2 separate regions of the Drosophila melanogaster genome follow, and region 1 is linked to region 2. The links are chromatin contacts, called in public targeted proximity ligation maps. All regions are on one chromosome and are shown on one strand. The core of a region is the stretch at or near the end of the contact, and the rest is flanking DNA. Distances in the headings are between cores, read along the strand shown. Region 1 holds the start of CG42680. Region 2 holds the start of spel1 (spellchecker1).

Region 1 (3,335 bases), core at 427-2,926, 230 kb before region 2:
TAGTGTCCGCCAGATGGCTAAAGCCAAACAAACAAACCAAGAAACCAACAAGCCGGCAGACGACAGGCAAAGTGTTTCTGTCGCCGCTGATAGATGCGGCGGGTTTCAATTCGAATAGGATCGGTTTGGTTTGTGTGGAGATCTGGCTGACAATTTGTCAACTACTCGCCCAGCTTTACTTTGCTAATTTAACTGCTGTTTTAATTAGTCACCGCGCCTCTAGAGTATTAGCGTTAAGTGACTAGCTTTGGGTTTCGCGAGGGGTGTGCGCGTTATTAATTGCCCGGCTTTTAGCAGACGATCTCGATGGCCGAGTGGCAGGCAGGTGACAGGCAGCAGGAACTTTTAGTACCTTTACGTTTCTGGTGACTTTCTTTGGCACAAGTCACAAGCCATAATTTGTCATTTTAAAGCATTACTAAAATCACTTTTAATATCTATATTGCCATTAAATCATGTTTCACCAACATCCCAAACACTTTTTTGAAAATAGGAACTTCTTGGAAAATGTACATATTTTATACATTTCCTTCCACTCTTTCTGCAAAAAATCAAAGTTCTTAGAAATTTTTTTTTCATTTCTGCCTTGGTTAAATGGCTGATTTCTAAGTAAGTTAGAAAGTATTAAAAAGGAGACCTACCCGACGCAGGATTCTCCTTCCTAACAACTTATTTTAAATACAAAAGGATTATTTTCTTGTTACAGAATGCAAAGTTCCTTAGTTAACAGAAGTTTTACAGTCCTGTCAACCCTTCGATAAGTTTGGTGGTGTCGCCGCTACTTCGTTAAGTTGGTGTAGACAATACACCAACCATCGTAGTTCGAAACTTAGCTATATGTAAATTTACACGCGTAATAACGTTAACCATTTGTAGCCTATATGTAAAATAACCCTTTATTATCTCATTGCTGTCCATTGTCGCTAGATGGAGCAATATATTTGAATGAAGGCATTTTTAGTTAAACTTTTATAAAATTATAACGTTGGTGGAATTAGTTAAAATAAGAAAACAGTTTAAGGGTAGGCAATTCGTTTTGTTGGACGGAAAATATATCTCATTGCCTTGACCAGTGAATTTCAATAAAAAAAGAAATCGTAACATATTGGAAAAGCATGACCTTGAGAAATTAATAGTTATATCAAAGACACTAGAATAGTTAAAACTCCCAATAAAAATGTGTTACTGTGCAGATGAAGTTGTTCGTAAGTTGGACAGATTGAGTGATTATAATAATTTTATTTAACACTAAATCAATTTCATCAAGCTGTTCTTTTCGCCGTTTTGGCTGTTGTCCTGATGACTACCGTTCCAGTTTTCGCGAATCTGCCACAATGTGCAAACCGGAAGGGCAAACCTATTAAATACAATACCGCACGAAGAGGTTGATTAATCATATATAGAACCCCCATATAAAGCCCCAATATAGTAAGAGCCTATGATGAATATTGGTAATTCTCCAATGCAGTAATACCAGGAAAAACAATATTCTTGATTATTGCGATTCTTTGGAAATATTTATGTTCTTCCACCGAGTTACAATATAACCCAGCTCCCAATTATCGCGGCTTTAGCGTGTAATGATCATACTGTGGAAGCGATAAGAAACTTCTCTGGGGTATAAAAAGCATTGCACTCTGCAGAAAACACATTCTTTAAATTCAAATCTCGCAAGATGAAGTTGTTGGTGAGTTTAACAGATTTCTCAATCCATTATGAGTTAATTAAACAATTAAAACCATCTTCACCAGGCTGTTCTTTTTGCCGTTTTGGCCGTTGTCCTGATGACTGCCGCTCCAGTTTTTGGTAATGTCCCACAGTGCGAACCCACCGCCGACGCCGCCCAAGGAGGTAGCTATCCAATCACGGAGCTGATGCGAAACGGCAAACCTGTTCATTACAACATTGGAAGAAGAGGTTAACTGATCATGAAAAGAATACAATTGACATCAAGTGGTAATAAAGCAGCGCATTTTAGAAAAGATTTGTTAGTTTTTTGCACATGGTAGAAAGGAATGCACAAATCGACAACCAATAACATCTCGGGAACTGTGAGAGTTAGAAGGTTGAGTTTAAGCATACAATTGAAAATTCTTCTTAGCACTCACTCTACCTAAATACTTCCTGATAGGAATAGCGTTCATTTTTGTTTTAGGTATAAAGATATATTATGTTTTGATGATGATCATCCCTTTTCCTCTATTGACGATCAACTGCAAGTTACATCTACGTCGGTTCAACAAATATGCCCACTTGAACCCTTTGCTTTCCAGTTTTCACGAATCCGTTTAAGCTACAATTTTCCCAAAAAGCTCACATGGCAAGAACACAAATTGCGGATAGTAACCTGCTGACTAGAATAGACAGGCATGGTAGAATAGACAGGCATCCTAATCTAAGCCGCGCGTGTAGAACATCATCTGGCACCGCGAGCTGACATGCAAATTAAAAAGCATATGCTTTGACTCCTAATCACAAAGCACTTTCATTCAGTGACTGCTCTACCCCACCTCGTCCTTTTTGCCAAGCTCACTTGATGGGTGACTCTTTTCTTCCGCCTGTCAGACGTCGCTGCCGTCGCCTTGTCCGCGCTCACATCCGCGCACACATCCGCGCTCCCATCCGCGAACACATCCGCGTCCTGCTCCGCCGCCTGACGTTGACATTGATGTTGGCTGTTAGCTGTTGGCTGTTGCCTCTTTGAATGTGTTGCCTGTGTTGGGTGGTGGTGGCTGATGCGAGTGGCTGCCATTTGGGTGCGTGATGGATTTCTGCAGCACTCCGAGTCGAAATCCAGCGACTCCGACAGCTCGGCGCACAACTACGCCCCAAATGGCGCAAAAAGCGAAATCCCCCAAAATGATTAATGACTTTTCAAGTGACTGGCAACAAAACCAAGTCACCAGTCACATAACGAGCCTCAACAAGGATCAAAAAATCGTGGCTGCACTGTGGAAAATCTTTTCTTGTATAGCTCGAAATAATATGAAATGTAATCTCCATAAATTTAAGCAAATAGAAAATTATTTATTTTTATTATAAAACTAAAAAATAATATCTGAAAAATCTGAATGTATTTTATTTCAGTATTTTCTCAAAGTGTAATGGCTCGCATAGTGGGCGTCTCAGAAGAGAGCCACAAATTAGTCTCAGCAAACGAGGACGCGACTCCTAGACACTGACTCCGACCCCAGATCCATCTCCGAGGATGCTCCCCCTGCTCCTGACACATCCAACTTCCACTTCTAGAAACGTTCTCCGCTGCTTCGGGCTGCTCGTCTATCTTTGACATCACTCTGGCTGAGTGATGGGGCTGCGTGTGTGGGGTCCTTGTC
Region 2 (3,231 bases), core at 13-2,512:
GTGTACGGCAATGATCCAGCACGCCCAAGACGCTTTGCCAGCGATACGAGGGCATAGATGGATGTGTGCCTGGCTTTGGCATGATGTTTAACGCAGCCACGGCAGCAGAATCTAAGTGGACAAAGCTGCATGGCAATATAAGGAATTAGTTCGCTTTTCAATGGAAGTAAGGAATACGGTAAGATCTTACCGGTTTAGGTCCAGTTGCTTGATCTCGTAGTGTCCCAGATTTCCGGCGTCATTGACCAGGTCCAGGTACTTGATGGCGGTCTTCAGTGCGTTGGAGGCCAGCTGAAGCTGGAGTTCCTTCAAGCCCGTGGCATCCTCCTGTTGTCCCTTGGCGAAACGCAAAAGACGATTTAGATCCTGCAGCAGATCGTTGTCGCCGCTCTTCTTGGGCATCGTAATCATGACACCATTTCTGTCGAGCAGCGTCTTCACAGCACTATATTCGCCCTCGATGCTTGGCAGCAGGCACTCCTTTGGTCCGAGCAGGACCACGGTGGCCTCCAGTTCGGTGAAGAAGTCATCGTCTAGGAATTCAAGCAGCTGGAACTTGCAGTCGTTCTGCTCGACGCTGGCCACACCCACACGCCGCTGGCCACCGCCATCGAGCTTAACCAGCAGCGAGATGATGCTGTTCCCGACCAAAACCTCCTTATTGGAGAACAGGATGTCCTCGAATTGCAGCAGATTGCCGGGTGATCCGCGGTACTCGATTTCCCAATCGCTGGAATTCTTAACGTACACCTCAACCCGGTAATTGCGCACCAAGAGCAGCTCGCGCACAGCCAGCTCGAAGTTGCCCTTGGACATGGACACAAACTGAAGAGTCTCCTTTTTGTCATCCGGCAGCAGTGCGCCAATGAAGGCCGTGGATTTGTATACGATTTTGGCCACAAGTTCGCAGTCATCGCTGCCGTGGACCGTATAGCGATCGGTGTGATCAAAGAACCTCACTGTAGTTGCGGGTTTCTGCAAAATACGGCGTAGAATGCAGTTAAACCGGATTTATTGCATTTAGCATTTACTTACCTCGCCGAGTTTCGCATGGAATTTGATGAAATTGCGACGCGCATTTGTGTCTGCAAACAGCGTTTAATTATAGTAACTAATCAGTTATTATTACTGCTTATCAGCTTACCCATATTCAGGGTAGGTTCCTGCCTGCTGTCGGTTGCTTTGGCCTGCATTTTTCCGCTTTTAAAATGGTTAAAATAATCACACAATTTCGCGCCTGTTTCAGCATAAACAAAGTGTGACCGTATTCGATGCCAGCCAATATACCATTTTCTTGTAAAGAGATACCAAATGTGCAAAAACCAAATCATACACTTAAAAAAAAAGGGTTGCTTAAGTACAAATTAATAGGTAGTCTATAATATACTAAAATTAATTTTTTTTTTATCGGTACAATTTCGAGCTTAGGTTTATTTTATAGTTAACAAAGTTTTTATTCTTTATAAATATATACATAACACATATACATAAAAAAAAACGTGGTTTTTCTATTACCACCAGATAGTCGGTATTGAAAATTGTGTTTTGAAATTGCAGCAAATGGAAAAAAGGTGTTATATTGCAAGAATTTAACTATCTAAATATATTCATAAGTAAAATTGTAGTGGTAAAGGTCCAAAAATTTCCATTATTCAAAGTTGAACTTTGATAAGTCATTACAAAATCATTAAATATGCAGATATAAGATATTCGTATTACGAATACGAAGCATATTTATAAGGTAAATTGTAGGTACATACATACATTTATTTTCACAATTAAGTTAAATTTTGATAAGTCATCACAAAATCATTAAATATGCAGACATAACATATTCGTACACATTAATTTGCAAATTATTTGAAAGAAAACCTGTTTCCAAGGCCACCACCATTGGCCATTAATCAAACTGCACCATCAACATTTTGATCATATTTATTAAAAAAAAAAAGTTTGATGAAAAAATACTGGCTATTTAAACATAATACACTTTGCCCTAAACAGTTATCAGTCTAATATTGCAATCGGAATTATTCGATCCGAGCGAATCGCTCACAGCGCCTTGTCCGAGTTCCTCGCCTCCTTGGCCCTGCCCTCCGCCTCCGTTGGCTTCTTCAGCTGCACAATGTCCCAGGAGCCGCCCGCTCCGTTGGACTTGGAGCACAGATCCAGACTGATGAGGGCGCCCGTCGTGGGAGCAGCTGCCCGGAGGCAGGTGCCTTTGGCCATGTTGTAGACGGGACTGTTGGCGTTGCGGGTGTGCCGCCACTGCTGATCGCCGAGCATCTCGTGGCACTTGTTGACCGTGACCTGCGCATCCCCGGATGCCTCCAGGCACAGCAACTTGTCCAGCACAATTTCCGCCTTCTCCGTTTCGTACCACAGTTGATTGGGTGTCCTTCGGCAGGTTTGCAATTGCAGGGAGCTGCCCTTCTTCCAGAAACCCTTCACCTTGGGAGCCACCACGGCGGCACAGAGCTCCGTTCCCGTCAGTCGCAGCTGGAATGTGTCGACATAGTTACGTTTTCGCGAGTGCCAAGGCTGAAAGATGGGCGCTGCCGCCGACTTCTTGGACTCCTCGCCCGGCACATGCAGCTCTGGATAGACATTCTTTAGATACCAGGCAAAGTCCCTGCACTGCAGACGCTCCCTAAGCTTGAGGCGATCGCTAATGTCTCCATAATCATAGGTCTTGGGCACCTTTTCGTGCTTGAGATAGTAATCCTTGTACTGATCCATCCAGACGTGCGCCAAACGCAGTGAGTTCTTCAACATGGTGTTGGCTCCATCTGGCGAAGTGTACGGACGTCGTTTGCGGAATATGTGACCGACACGGGAGCAGGGAACGATCTTAATGGCGCCACCGCATTGCCAGGCTCTGAAGGAGATCTCTATATTCTCGCCACCCCATATATCCATGGCCATGTCGTACTCGCCCAGATGCTGGAAGTACTTCCTGTTCACGGCAAACAATCCGCCGGCCATGGTGGGCGAACGGAAGGGTCCGCGAAAATCCTCCGGCACCTTGAGCGTGCCCTCGGGCAGATTCTCCCAGCGGAAGTGCAGGCCCCAGTTGAATCCTCCGCGCACCAGTGGACTGGGCGTGTACTCAAAGGTATCAGCGTTGATCAGGTCGATGACGGGCACGGCCAGAGTGGCGTTCTCCGACTTGATGAGGCGCAGCAGCGGCTCCAGCCACTGCTGATTGACCTCGATATGCGAGTCGAGGAA

Evidence for each region.
Region 1: a targeted proximity ligation map of the Kc167 cell line shows a contact between it and region 2, with 4 times the contacts expected there. A contact is called at or near these places in 5 of 107 Hi-C or Micro-C datasets (the Kc167 cell line, the S2 cell line and wing imaginal disc) and 1 of 7 datasets of targeted methods (the Kc167 cell line).

What each region holds. Positions count from the first base shown.
Region 1 is chr2L:14,586,575-14,589,909 of dm6, reverse strand. CG42680 reads left to right here and starts at 1,676. Exons shown (of 2, transcript NM_001201881.2): 1 at 1,676-1,687; 2 at 1,752-1,990. The coding sequence starts at 1,676. The coding sequence ends at 1,922.
Region 2 is chr2L:14,360,100-14,363,330 of dm6, reverse strand. spel1 (spellchecker1) reads right to left here and starts at 1,262. Exons shown (of 7, transcript NM_001299002.1): 1 at 1,145-1,262; 2 at 1,036-1,085; 3 at 191-975; 4 at 1-125. The coding sequence starts at 1,193. It overlaps Pgant35A (Polypeptide N-acetylgalactosaminyltransferase 35A), which reads right to left. Exons shown (of 1, transcript NM_143812.4): 1 at 1,920-3,231. The coding sequence ends at 2,053. It also overlaps asRNA:CR43463.